5 separate regions of the Mus musculus genome follow, and all the other regions are linked to region 3. The links are chromatin contacts, called in public Hi-C and HiChIP or PLAC-seq maps. All regions are on one chromosome and are shown on one strand. The core of a region is the stretch at or near the end of the contact, and the rest is flanking DNA. Distances in the headings are between cores, read along the strand shown.

Region 1 (2,700 bases), core at 152-2,651, 150 kb after region 3:
GCCCGCTGTGCTTGGATAATGGAATAGGCTTTCTTCTAATGAGCCGCTTCTAACCTCCTGTCAGAAGGCCTTCCTGTGCTCCAGCCATGGACTGGACTAAAGATTCTTGCCTATATGGGAACCTCTCTCCCTCTGCCCTCTTTCTGCATCCTTGGGGCCCCTATTCTGTTCTCAGCTCCTCTGCCGTATCCAACGTTGGATGCCAGAGACTGAGAACCTGGTACTGGGAGCTGCCCCTTGTCCAACCTCTGCCATGTGAGGTCAGTGGCTTCACACAGCCAGATAGATGCCCACCCAGGTGGTGTGGAAAGCGTCCGGCAGTCCTCCTGTGTCCACCCACCCAGAGCACAGGAACTCTAGTTTGACGCAGGCTCTCTCCCACCCCCCCTCTTCCCCTACACCCACAGCCCCACATAGAACAGTCACCCACCCAGGCAGGAATCTCTGGAGCAGCCCTTGGGTTTTGAAAAGCTGGCACCAGTCAGTGCACTTGCCTTGCGTTCCTCTCCTTCCTCACCCCACTTCCCACTCTCCCTTCCCCATGGCTGCCTGAGATTGTGCCCTCAGGTATTCATACATACAGTTTTACCTCAGGCTCCATTTTCATGGCATACAGCCGACACACTTCAGAATCATGACCTATCTTCCTTTGCCTTCATTTCTACTTTCAACCCTGTGAGCAGCACTTATTTCCTTCTGCCTTGTGCTTGTGTTGGGGCTACTTCTGATGGGTCCGCCCACACCAACTGCTGTGCACTGGTAAGCACTCAGTAATGCTTTAATTTAATGGACCTGGGTGTGTCCCATTATATTCAAATCAATAAATAGAAAACAAATCATTCTAATGATCAAAATGTATTTGACCCATCAGGTTCCATGACATAGAGATAGATAGATAGATAGATAGATAGATAGATAGATAGATAGACAGACAGACAGACAGACAGACAGATAGATAGCACCACCAAAGCTCAACTCGGATTTTTCCCTTTCCCATGAATATTAATACAAAGTAGATATTTTCACTCTGCCATATCTCAGAGCAAATAGAAATCTGAATACTTATAATTCCTGAGGGAATACAAAAGACAAAGGGAAGCAGTAGCTGGTAGGGTACCCAGGAGTGTGGCCTGCAGTTTCAAAGCCTAAACAAAATAGAGGAGTTACCACCTACTGGTCACCGTCACAACAAACTCCTCTGTGAACAGTTTACTTCCAGGCCTTTCTAGACACATCATATTGTCATAAATCACGGTGACACTACTGAATCTGCTTAGACTCACAATCCATCAGCACAATGATAACAGAAGGGAGCATGCTGCAAAAGCCAATGCATTATTGATGCCCTCTGTAATGAATGCCCATTCAGTAATTACAGTCCCTCCTACTGAAAACGCAGGAGCAAGTGTGTGACGGGAATGAAAATGCTCTTCTCTGCAGAAATCAGTCCAAGCATCTTCTGATCTGAATGCACTGTGACCGTGCTGTTGGGGACACTCACCTAATGTTATTAGAAGCGCTGTCACCGTGACATACTGTGGTTTTCTGATTATTCTTACTCTTTCCCTGTGATCTACATCTTAGACCTCCACCACCAAGTCATGGCCATTGATAATCTCAATTGTCAGGTTGATAAGACTGGCCTCTGGGTGTGCCTGTTCGAGATTATCTTAGTAGATTGAGGGGTAAATACCTGACCACTGTGGGTGTCAATCCGAGACCTTGTAACCACAGAAAGAGGAAAATGAACTGAGCACATGCCGCCATTGTCCTCGGCTTCCTGACTAGTGCAGTCTTCTTCGCCTGCTGCTGTGCCTTCTCTGCTTGCTGGCACGTGTTCCCACTATCATGCACCGTTTCCCTCTGGAACTGTGAGTGGAGAGCAATGCTCTCTCCCTTAAGATGTTTTTTCCAGGGTATTTTATCACAGCAACAAGAACATAACTAATACAACTTCCCAGGTGCTGCCCACATCCCTGCATGGAGGGGGGAGGGGCATAGAGAGAGCCACAGCAGAAGAAAAACTGTTGGGCAAGAGCCAAGTTGCTTATCTAACTGGGAGCAGCCCCACCCCCACCCTGCCCCAAATGCCCACAAGACCCTCCACTACATGTGGTCAATTCTATGCATGATATATATACATATATGTACATATATGCATACACACACACAGAATATATATATATATATATATATATATATATATATATATATATATACATATGCATATACATATATATACATAAAGTTCTAGAAAGATCTTCCCACCTGTAAGGTATCTTCATTCTGTGTGGTTTGACCCTGCCTGACCACCCAAGGGGAGTCACATATACAAGTAAAATAGAAAAAAGGGAGGGGGCATATATGCACGGATGACTCCTACCTATTTGTCCTTAAAGTGCTTGTACAGTGGATATATTTGTTAACATATTTGCATTTCTTACTTTATCTCGTTACACAAGTTTTGTAGCGGATCTGCGCTGCCTGAGTCCACACCAATTTATTCTGACAAGAGAAGCTGCTGGAACACGCTATTAGTAATGGAAAAATTGTATCTGGCCTGCAGAGGGATAATCAGGTTTTAAGAGTTAAAAAGATGAAAGAGTCCCACATCAGGACCCAGGACAACAAGAGCTCTGGTTCCCAAGGACTGTTCAGTCTCTGTCACAGGCTTCAGTGTCTTGTGTCCCTAAAACCAGT
Region 2 (2,700 bases), core at 61-2,560, 250 kb before region 3:
TATCGTTTTTCTTTGTGTCAACCTATTGATACTTCATATATCTATGATTTTCTATCTATCATCTGTGCATCTATGATCTATCTATCTGTCTGTCTGTCTGTGTCTCTGTCTGTTTTCTCTTTGTTCATGGGCTGCTGTATTAGCCCAATTGCTGAAGATTCCTGTTGCCAAGTTTGACATTCTGAATTTGAATTTCTGGACTGATATGGTGGAAGAAGAGAATCCACTCCCAGAGGTGTTCTCTGACTCTGCACGCACGCACACACACACACACACACACACACACACACACACTCCATATAACTCCAAGTATCTCTCTATCCCTTTATAAGCAGAACCAGCATAAGAACCAGTCTGAAGGGCTCCTGGTACAGCTCATTTGAAATTTGTTCCAAACTCAACATTTTCTGGAATTGAACTTAAATAGATATGTGTGTGTGTGTGTGTGTGTGTGTGTGTGTGTGTGTGTGTGTGTGTTAGACATTTACTTTTTGCAGGGCTGAAGATAAAACCCATGGTATTCTCTATCCTATGCAGACCCTCTACCATAGAATTGTATTTTCAACCTAACAATATTTATGTCCAAGGAATGTTATGAAAATTTAACTAAGAGCACACCACCTTTAAACAGTGATAGGCCACAGAGACATCTGGAGAGGGCCTAGTGATGTCCTTCCTTACCTGGAAGATATAGAAATCCGATGAGAACTAAGGAACTTTGTCCACTCTTAGGCTTTATTGTTATTATGGAAGCCAGAATAATCTAAACTACCATTTTGTCACTCTGAGTGTTTCTCAGGAGAGGTGTCTTAGTGGAATAGCTGTACTGTATCCATTATGGGGAAGGGAACATCATGATGTCCAGATAAGTGTTTTCAATAGGTAAGTGTTATCTATATATGGCTGGATGGACCATTTCATAGAAAATGTGACAATTTATGCTCCACACAACTCCAAGCATCTCCTTATCTTTCTCTATGTAGAATCAGCACAAGAAACAGGGTGAATGTTTCCCAAGCTGACTCATTTAAAACTTGTTTCAAATTCAACATTCTCTGCAATTGAACTTCATTAAATAGAACTCACGTTTAATTGGAACATAGTTGCCAATTAAGAGCCAAGAATCCATAGAATTGACTGCTCTTTAAATATAGGTTATCTCAGCAAGCTAATAGTTCTTTTATGGTGATTCCATACTGAGCAGACATTAAATTGTGGCTCAAATAACAGAACAAACAAACAGTGTGTGGGCCTCTGAGTATTATTGTGATTATGCTATATGAGTAATAAGTCATATTTGAGAACATTAGTCATGACTGGCTCTGAGTATTTCCTAAGCAGTCGGTCTGGGAGCCAGGATAAACAAGCCCTGGTATGTTTTCTGTCTTTTGCATTTGCTCATACACAAGGACTATGGGAAAATTATTGCATCCCTGGATGTTTGAGCTGCTCACGTACATATGTTTGCTGCTTTTGTTATTTAGAAGTCTGGGGTGTATATGGAGGTCTAAAACCCAGTGTGAATCTCAACTAATTTTTTTCAGGCAGAAACATGAAGACCTTCATGGGTACGGCTGCAAAATGATTGGCACAAGGTTTGGAACAAGAGGTAAGAGAGCCGTGTTTTCTCCTTCTTTGTTTAGGTGTATGCTGTTGAAGTATTTTCATAAGGGTCTAGAGATGATTCAGTGGTTAAAAGCATCAGCTGGTCTCCCAGAGGACGCAGGTTCAATTCCCAGTTTCTCACATGGTGGCTCATAACCATCTGTAACTCCAGTTCTAGGGCACACATACACAGACACACATGTAAGCAAAACACTCATACATATATGGAAAGAAAACACTTTCAACTTTTTAAAGATGGGAAAAATAACAAGAGAAAATATAAGGCAAGGAAAAAACCCTTCTCATACACATAAAATTAAATCAAACTAATTAGATAAATGAATAGAGAGACTGTTTAGGTGAGGGAGAACCTGGCAGAATCATTTTTTTTTATGGAAAGTTCTAGGATAACTCAGTGAGAGTAAAATAAACAGGTGAAGAAATTCAGGTAGAAGATGAAAGAATCTCAAGGAAAAGTGGGCAGTAGGAGAAAGGCCACACTCCAGATACAGACCCAAGGTAGAAATAATAGGACTGATTGTCCCATTGCTTGTGCAGAAGGAGGGTTGATCCCAGCGTTGAGGCTGATCATGATGCCAGGAAGGTGGCGGCGCTAACTGGAATGGAGGATCAGAGCACAAGGATCCAGTTTTGGAGAGTTGATTTTGTTCTAGACTCACCGTGTTTGAAGTTCTTTATAGGTTAGCTCAAGCTAATAGACAGACGTATCCCATAAAAGTGTGGCTCTGACACATAAGCTGTATGGCACAGCAGAGGTTTTGATTTGGGAGTCATTTAAGGCCCATATTGCAATGGGTGGCCCCCAATTCAACAGAAATCTCCTAAACCTCTTTATCAAATGTAAAATTACTTTACTTTCTAATGGGATCTCCTCAAGTCCCTGGAGAAAGGGACATCACATTGTCCTTTTCTTCTATATGTTTTAAAAATTAACTAAAATCTAAGATTGACCTTCTGATTAACAGAACGTGAGCCTCCTCAAATGCCCACATCCCAATCTATAGAAGTTGTGAACATGTATGCTTATTGGGAGAGAGGTCACAGTTGTGGTTGAGTTGAGGACTCTAAGAGAAG
Region 3 (2,700 bases), core at 186-2,685:
GAAGGTGATTGGGAGAGGGTGAAACACAAAGAAGAAACCGAAGCCAGAGTGAATGAAAACCCTGAAGGTAATGAGACAGCAGGGGCTTTGGCCTGCATAACCAGGACAGATTGAAGAGAGCCCACAGGTCCACTGGAACAATTAACAAACGAGAAGACCCATGAAACAGAACCATGATAAAACATGAAGCTCTCTGAGCTGAGCCACGCCCTCTGAAACATAGGAAACAAAGAGGTCCAGAGTTCTTCAATCCAGTCTCTTTAAACTGTGTCTTATCATGTAAACTACTGGCCCCAGATGCAAAGAAATAAATATCCTATATTTTCACTGACTAACAACAGTCACTCTGTCTTTAAAAAAGATGGCTATGAATAGTTTTTTTCTAAATCGTATGTAAAGTTCAGTAAGAGAGCCCACCAGTCGGTCCCTTCCCGTAGCTTGCACTGGGGACTCTGGCACTAAGTAGGACAGTTTTCTTTTCCCACGTGGGCAGTGCAGGGGATCAAGCCCGGGGCTTCCTGCACACTAGGTGCATTCTAACTCCCAGTGAGCCACTCCCCCAGCCCTTAAAAAGGATTCCCGAAGTCTCAGTCTTCCTAGCATTCTGACCCTTTAGTACAGGTCCTCGTGTTGTAGTGACCCCTAACCACTACTTCATAGCTATAATTTTGCTACTGTTAGGGATCGTAATGTAAATACCTGGTATGCAGGATATCTGATACGCAACCCCTGTGAAATGGGTCACTACCCACATACTGAGAGTGGCTGCTCTAGCTCAATCTCCTACCTTGCATGCTGCCCAGCCACCGAAGCTAAGCAGATGAGCACTGGAGTGACTTAAGCTTCTCAAGGTCTTTTCCTGTCCTTGACTCCGCAGCAGCTCTCACTTCTGACTCCTCATCCACTCAAGAACAACCCACGCCCTAGGGGGTCTCAAACTGCCACCTCCTTTGGTTTGAAATTGATTAGAGAGAGAGAGAGAGAGAGAGAGCGCGCGCGCACATGTCGTTGTTAGGATATCGCAGAGGCTTACTTAAGCCCTGATGAAGTCTGTGATAAGATGTGGCCACTTGACTCAAGGTGGACAAAACCTTAACAGTAATATTCCAGAGAAACAGCAATTCACGTTTTCTCTGGGTCAGCAGGATGGGAGCCATTTGGTCTTCCCGAGGGCCAGCACACGGGGCGATATCCATCTGTTATCAAGACACAATTTCTGAGCAGAATTAGTCTGCAAACCAGCTCGGCCCTTACTAGATGCCTCTGAGTACAAACCTGAGGGTGATTCATCTTTTCAAACCAGAGGGTGACTGAGGAAAACGGTACATTGCTTTAATTTCACTTTCGTGCTGGGGGAGGGGCGCGCCTCTCTGCTGCTCCTGAATGGGCACCCATTCAGCACCGAATGAGCCAAGCCAGCCTAGCCGGAGGGAAGCTGAACAGGCAGCTTCCTCTATGAACAGCTGTTTCACTGGCTGATTACAGTCAGCAAATCTTCTTGCTGTGTCAGGGCCTGCCTGGGACGGCAACCTGAGATGCAAAGACATTCCCAAGGCAGGTGGAACTTCTAAAACCAACAGGAAGCCAAAAGAAACTTAGAAATTCAAGTCCCCAGGTGGCACAAACTCATCGCATAGCACAAACTGGTCTCCTCCCTGTGTCAGAGAGTCAGACACCTGGAAAAACACTAATTATCCTTCGCTGTCAGCGTCATCATCAAAGTCACAGCACTACCCAAGGGTATTAATCAGACTCCCACCTGCATTCAGAGCGGCAGCACCCGGTGTAGAACAAAGGGGTGTGTGTGTGTGTGTGCGCGCACCATGTGTACATATGGAGGCCAGGGGCCGATTCCAAGTGTCACTGGGCCCATATCTACCTTGTTTTTTGAGACAGGATCTCTCATTGATGTACACCCTGGGTGGCCCCTGGATCTGCCTGCCTCTGCCTCCTCAGCTCCGAAATTACAAGCAAATGCCATCTCACCTGGCTTTCTTTAATTGGTTGGGTTCTGGGGCTTGGATTAGGTCTTCATGTTTGCAGAGCAAGCACTTCAACCACTGAACCCTCTCCCAAGCCCTCCCTGGGATTGGTTACTCTGTGGGAGTTAGTGGTGCCTACGTGAGCAATCAAGCACCTGACCACGTGACTCACTGCACTGGAGATAGTGTCCACGTAGTCACTGTCATTTGCTTCTCATACTAATATGCACATGATACCTAAGCCAAAGAGGATCCCAAAGATGAAAAATGTCACTGGTTACGAATACATAAGCTTTATTCTTATTTGTGAAACAGTAATCAAAGATGGAGCGAATCAAGACAGCATTGACCATAGCCTCAGAAATATTCTGCAGTCTGTGTGCAGCAGCAGGGTCTGTGCTCAGACACCGTGAAATGTTTGACTTTCCCAGGCACACTAAACCAAGTCACAGGGGTTATAAGCACATGTCCCTGATGGCAAAGGGACAGGGGACAGTCAGTGGGAAATGAAACGGAAACAGTGGGCATGGTGGCATAGATCTGTAATCTCAGCATTCAGGTGGATGGTGATATTCAAAGCCAGATTGGGTCACACACATATATATATCACTGTCTCAGAAAGATAGATAGGTAGGTAGGTAGGTAGATAGATAGATAGATAGATAGATAGATAGATAGATAGATATCAGAAAGCAATACATTAGTAAATAAAAAAATC
Region 4 (2,700 bases), core at 74-2,573, 230 kb after region 3:
GAGTGATATACACCCAAAGGTCACCCACATATTTAAGAAACAAAATTCTTTGCTTGGGAGCACTGTCTTCTAGGCACGACATGGTAATTACATGTCTGAGCTCACAGCCGTTGTGATGACCTACACCGGACAAGGCCATCAGCATCTTAGGAGGGAAGAGGGGCTCTAGAGACCCAACTCCTCTCTGAGGAGCTCTGAGCAGCTCATGGCTACTGGGGGAAGGGAAAACACTTTCTTCAGTGGTGTGACCAACACTAAGTTGCCTGTGTTCCAGTAAACAACCTTTCATCCTCTAAGCATCCTAGTGAAATGCACCGGGCCAACGGCAACAAAAAACAACATGAAAGTTGAAAGGGGGGAGTGGGTGTTAGGAAGAGGGAGGGGACCAGGTTGGATGGGGTGGGAACAAGAGAGAGTGAATATAGCAGATGCTTTAGATGTGTGTATGGAAATACAGTGAAACTATTATGTATAATTAATATATTATTATGTTACTATGTATAATTGATATATTCCTACCACCCTGCTGTGTCTTTAGCCCGCCATCTTTCTCCTCCCCTTTCTTTCTGTCAAATCTGTGCTATAATGATCGGGTATTTGACTCTCTCAAAATACCAGAACCTGCTCTGCCCCATTTTCCAGGAACATAGTTCTCAATATCGGGGAGACTCTTCTGCACCATTTCAACCTGCTATTCGGGGTCCTTTTTCTTGAGTCTTTTGCTCAGTCCCCAGGCAAGGAAGCAGAAACCATTATCCAGAAATAGCCTGATCACGTTAAATCTTTAAGTCTACTAAACGGTCGCAAGCTGGGGTCCCAGCATCAGCACTGACAGCGAAAACAGGGGCCTGGGTGACAAAGCCCTTCCCTCTGAACTGTCACCACAGAATACTGTCCCTGCTGGATCGCATTCTTAGGGCCGGTACGGCCAGCACCAGATGGCTCAGATTCACCTGTGAAGCCAGGCCTGCTGAGAGACTTCATCTACGTTTGTGTTTTGATCCTTTGGAATCTGCAACCAGAGCCCCTGGCAGCAAACGTCCTTCTCCGCCAGTTCAAGCAAGAAAATGTACCTGCCGTGGTCGTGCTTGCTTCACTAGGCTGCTGACTTATTTTAAGAACTAAATCTCTCCTGTTACTCTATTTTCCTCTCTCAGGAGGAGTGTGTGAGCTCCAAGACTGATTTGCAGCCAGGGCAGGCAATCTCTTATGTGGTGACCTAGCGCCACCTACTGACTACTCACTTAACTGCAGCCAAGAGGACAACGAGGTCCTCTTGTAAGGAAAGTTTTCTCCGAATTCTTCTCTACTTACTCACCAGACTTTGCCTGGCAGTCTTGTGCTGTGCCCTTTTTATCTTTAATGTAAACAAGCGACGACTGTGTCACCAACAAGGAAGCTGGGCGAGTTCTTCACTTGCCAGCCCTGCCCCACCCTTTCTCCTTAGCAGCTGTTGCTTACAAATGATGAACTCAAGGCAGAGAAGCCGATGTGGTCTCCAGGTGTCCCCAGCACAGACACGGAGAGAGGTGGCCCTCTTGTCTTTATTTAGCCTTCCTGACCATGGTCTCTGAACTTGGAGTACAAGAATATTCTCCCAGTACTCTGCTCTTCACGTGCAAGAAAGAGGTAGAAGGTGTTTTCCACGGTAGCCTCTCAACACTTACTCAAAATAGAAGTCTTATTTCTAATAGATGCAGATGTCTCTCTTATGCTCAGGCTCACACCAGGGGCAGCTTATAAAAGCAGATACCATACAAGCTTATACACATATGCAGGAAGTGCTGCTGATTGGCTGATTTGGGTCAAAGCTCATTTTGGCTAACTATACAGAGCAGTTCTAACTAACCTCTGTTGTGCTCAGTTTCCAAGAGCAAAGAATTTAAGAGAATATGCAATCAACTTGCACATAAGGAAGTTTCCTTATAATACTAGTAACAGCGCAAAATGGCAGGCTAGCCACGTAAGAGTTACTTAGGCTTAACGTTATACCTAGGCCTTAACATTCCATCTAGCCCTTCAGTTCTACCTAGTCCTTATCAGTTCAAATGCATCCTCTGGTCTCCACATGTATGGCACTGCTATCAAAGGAAATTTAAAAAATACATGATCATGAGAGAAAAAACAAAAGAGAATAGATAGGCTTCTGGACAGGCGGCCTCTACAGCCCTTGCTGATGCTCTGTCGCTGCATGAAGCCCGAGCTGGTTCAGCACTGCCAGCTCCAGACTTCCAGTGCCTTACAGATATGTAGAGACTGAGATTTCTTGACCTTGGCACCACTGGGTCAAAGCGGTCTGTGTTACTGTGAAGCTGTCTGCTCACCACAAGCATCTAACAGTACCCCTATCTTTTGCTGAGGAAATGCCAGTCGCAACCCCAACCCCCGACTCCATCCTGTTACAACTATCAAAGTGTCTGCAGGTATTGCCATTGTTTCCCTGGGCTGGGAGGTGCAAAACCACCCCTGATTGAAAACCCTGGGTCTGGAGCTCAGGTTCCCAAGCTTGAATGTAAAATGATCCCCATAGTCTCGTGTATTTAAACGTTTGGTCCCAGTAGGTGGCGCTGTTTGGGGATATATATATATCAGGAGGATTCTGCATGGGTGAATAACGCTGCCCCCAGAAGACGTAAGTTATAAATAATGATCTCAGAGCCAGGCAGGCAATCCCTCCCTGTGAGTTATGGTTAAGGGGGC
Region 5 (2,700 bases), core at 51-2,550, 140 kb before region 3:
AAATCAGGAAGTAATCAATTCATCTAAGGAGCATTAATTCATGAAAGTTCATCTTCATGCTGATCTGCAGGGTCGAATTTGCTCAATAGGGTGGGCTGATGCCCAGGAAGAAAGTTTTATCAGAAGTAAAAAGCCATCCTGGGACGTTTCTGGGGCTGGGCCTCTCCAGACTGTACCCGTCATATCCATGTAAAATGGTGGGCTGTCTCCAGGAAACTCACTTGCTTCCCACATGGCCTTTCCTAGGTGGCTTCTGTCAATACACAAATAGACATACTACATAAACTATGTACATATACCCACCTCAAATACAAATATACATACACATATACATACCAGGCAAACTTGACGTATACACACCTCAAAAACACATACTAAACACTATGCACATATACCACACAGTCATCCAGAAAGCATTTCTTAGAGGAATGGGGAAAGGGACCCCCCATGGAACATCTTTTGTTCAGCCCATTACCTTCATGATGATTGATCCCAAAGGCTCACCTCTGCCTCATCATTAACTAGCTCCTTGAGCATGGGGAAAACTCACTGTCTCCTTTGGTTCTCATTTCTGTAACTGTTAGGAAACCACATGAATTAATGGCTTTTGCCCAATCTATCAGCTCACAATTCTTTAACAGGTATAAATCTGGACCGATGAGATCCAAGCTATGGACCATTTTGACCATTGCTTCCCAAACTGTGCTGACCTGAGGCTGCTCGGATGCCATAACTAAATCTGACCGCAAGTTCAATTTAATGTTTACAAGGCACACAAAGCTAGAAAGCAGCTTTTCATTCGTTTGTGTGGTGGTGTGAACACGTTGGTCTGGTGATTTCTGAATAATAGTTTTAGGGGAAGACTTATTGAGAAAGAACAAAAGTGTAGGTACTCCTTGCTGCCACTGGGCAAAGGGACACAAAATAAAAAGAGTAGAGACAAAGAAAAAGATACTGAAAAGTCCATTGGGTAGACCTTACTTGACAGAATCAACAAAACCCTGATAGAGTTTGGCCTGAGTCTTAAGTAACTCCAGATATATACCAAATGCCAGGTAATGTTGAGAAAGACATTTCTCCAGCCTGTAATTTGATATCAGTCTAAAAATGATGGAGTTAGATTTGACCACTTGCAAACACCTCACCATTGCTAAAATCACCGCTTTTCTGACAGAAAGTTATGTAGGCTGTTCAGTCTACTATCAACTGTGCATTCACAATTCTCAAACAGTAACCTCAGCCCCAGGGAGTGCTACTAAGCATTTGTGTACATAGGAAAGTAAGAATTCTTTTTATGTTTACTCAGGCTACAACATAAATGTAGATGGCTCTTGCCTGCCCCTGCAGAAGGCACTGTGTGATCAGATGCCCTGTACATGTTCAAGGTCACAGAAATCATTGTTGCCATTGCTTTGGGCTAAGGCTGCTTAGAGAATCAGGGTTAGTTTAGTCTATCAGACGCTGCCCTGCTGGTATTAACAACACATCCAGTGTTCTTCATATACTTGTGCCCATATGGAACTAGCTTATCTCAGATCTTGTCTGCATCTGAAGCAAGACATTTGTGAGCCAACAGACAAGCAGTCGGTGATCTTATCCCAGACCCAGACTTGCAGGTTGAGTTTAAATAAACAGGCAAACAAGCTAGGGAAAATATCCCTGAACACACAAGAGGAAAGCCATGTAGCTCATCAGCAAAAGTAAGCTTGCAACATCAGCCTCATTAGCACGGCCCAAAAAACAGGAGACGTCAAGTTACTGGATGGCAAGGATGTGATAAGAAACTTGATAATGCCCATCTGCTGCTGGGGTCAGGTCTGCCTCAAGCAGGAACCTGGCAATGCGCACATGCACGGAGGGCTTCGTGTGTGATGAGTGCTCATGTGTGTTTAAAGGAGCTGTGGGTGGGACAGTTAATATAGGGCTTTTCCATCCAGGAAATCTATATCCATTCCAAAGCCTGGACTTATTAAAATCTTGAAGTCTCTCACATCTGTTACAAGGCATGTATCATAGTTTAGGCACACTACTGGGTGCCGAGAGCTGGGTCTGAGGTTACAGGCTCTCTCATTGCCAACCCAGAGATCGTTATTATTGGCAGCCTTCGGGGCTTAAGAAGCATGATTCTAAGAAGAGCCCTCATGCTGGAAGGCTGTGAGCTGGCCAGCTGTGGTGGTCCCAACAGTGGATACCCCAAACCTCTCGGCTCAGTGTAACCAGAGCTCCTGTGAAAGAAGCTGCCCCCTGAGGTTTTTCAACAGCTTTAAAATTCCCCTAATAACTCATTCATAGTTCCTATTCCCTGGACCACCACCATGTCGATGGAAACTGAGTTGGGTCCAAACAGGATGAACTAAGCTTCTGTCCAAGCAAAAAACGTTATCCCAGGGCTGAAGGGCTTTAAATGGACCACGGATAATGTTTTATTGCCCCAGCACCAGGGTGAACTCAGCCCCCCACACTTAGCCTCACCTTTCACAATGTTATTTTTAGAATTCTCATTACACCCAGCTTAAACTCTAAAAATATGGTTCCCAGGAATAGCAGAACCTAGTTTTAATTGTGCAAAGAGAAACAAGTGCCTGTAGTCTCTGATTACATATGATGTTTCATGGGGCTGACATCACTGTGAGGGACATGCTCTCCGGCTGTTGGACTCAATTCATTTCATTTTGCTTTTCCACCCAGCTTCTTCAGCAC

Evidence for each region. A called contact is a pair of places that touch in the nucleus more often than the background predicts. HiChIP or PLAC-seq counts read pairs in DNA pulled down with a chosen protein or histone mark.
Region 1: a Hi-C map of the N1E-115 cell line shows a contact between it and region 3, with 2.6 times the contacts expected there. The contact joins two enhancer-like sites. A contact is called at or near these places in 2 of 484 Hi-C or Micro-C datasets (the N1E-115 cell line and nephron progenitors).
Region 2: a FOXA1 HiChIP or PLAC-seq map of pancreatic cancer cells shows a contact between it and region 3. The contact joins two enhancer-like sites. A contact is called at or near these places in 1 of 15 datasets of contacts at CTCF or cohesin (the NIH/3T3 cell line), 3 of 484 Hi-C or Micro-C datasets (adipose-derived mesenchymal stem cells and embryonic fibroblasts) and 3 of 115 datasets of contacts at active chromatin or transcription factors (the NIH/3T3 cell line, bone marrow-derived macrophages and pancreatic cancer cells).
Region 4: a contact with region 3 is called in a FOXA1 HiChIP or PLAC-seq map of pancreatic cancer cells. The contact joins two enhancer-like sites. A contact is called at or near these places in 5 of 15 datasets of contacts at CTCF or cohesin (the NIH/3T3 cell line, large pre-B cells, pro-B cells and 1 more), 62 of 484 Hi-C or Micro-C datasets (the AtT-20 cell line, B cells, the C10 cell line and 36 more) and 7 of 115 datasets of contacts at active chromatin or transcription factors (SST interneurons, VIP interneurons, a beta-TC-6 cell line and 4 more).
Region 5: a contact with region 3 is called in a FOXA1 HiChIP or PLAC-seq map of pancreatic cancer cells. The contact joins two enhancer-like sites. A contact is called at or near these places in 3 of 484 Hi-C or Micro-C datasets (group 2 innate lymphoid cells, pancreatic cancer cells and ventricular fibroblasts) and 1 of 115 datasets of contacts at active chromatin or transcription factors (pancreatic cancer cells).

The regions. Positions count from the first base shown.
Region 1 is chr1:183,520,397-183,523,096 of GRCm38.p6, reverse strand. No RefSeq gene overlaps it. Among named protein-coding and RNA genes, the nearest start is that of Gm33973, 32 kb to the left of the region's middle. Within about 2 kb of position 1,401, at least 23 of the 459 cell types and tissues checked have an H3K27ac peak or open chromatin away from gene starts, as enhancers often do. A contact at or near this core is called in the N1E-115 cell line, where this site is marked.
Region 2 is chr1:183,920,086-183,922,785 of GRCm38.p6, reverse strand. No RefSeq gene overlaps it. Among named protein-coding and RNA genes, the nearest start is that of Gm34130, 16 kb to the left of the region's middle. Within about 2 kb of position 1,310, at least 43 of the 459 cell types and tissues checked have an H3K27ac peak or open chromatin away from gene starts, as enhancers often do. A contact at or near this core is called in pancreatic cancer cells, where this site is marked.
Region 3 is chr1:183,668,521-183,671,220 of GRCm38.p6, reverse strand. No RefSeq gene overlaps it. Among named protein-coding and RNA genes, the nearest start is that of Gm39724, 38 kb to the right of the region's middle. Within about 2 kb of position 1,435, at least 67 of the 459 cell types and tissues checked have an H3K27ac peak or open chromatin away from gene starts, as enhancers often do. A contact at or near this core is called in the HL-1 cell line, the N1E-115 cell line, SST interneurons and 4 more, where this site is marked.
Region 4 is chr1:183,440,819-183,443,518 of GRCm38.p6, reverse strand. No RefSeq gene overlaps it. Among named protein-coding and RNA genes, the nearest start is that of Hhipl2, 24 kb to the right of the region's middle. Within about 2 kb of position 1,323, at least 48 of the 459 cell types and tissues checked have an H3K27ac peak or open chromatin away from gene starts, as enhancers often do. A contact at or near this core is called in the HL-1 cell line, SST interneurons, VIP interneurons and 3 more, where this site is marked.
Region 5 is chr1:183,806,966-183,809,665 of GRCm38.p6, reverse strand. It overlaps Gm34068 (predicted gene, 34068), which reads right to left. Exons shown (of 3, transcript NR_151520.1): 3 at 1-253. Among named protein-coding and RNA genes, the nearest start is that of Gm34068, 59 kb to the right of the region's middle. Within about 2 kb of position 1,300, at least 6 of the 459 cell types and tissues checked have an H3K27ac peak or open chromatin away from gene starts, as enhancers often do. A contact at or near this core is called in pancreatic cancer cells, where this site is marked.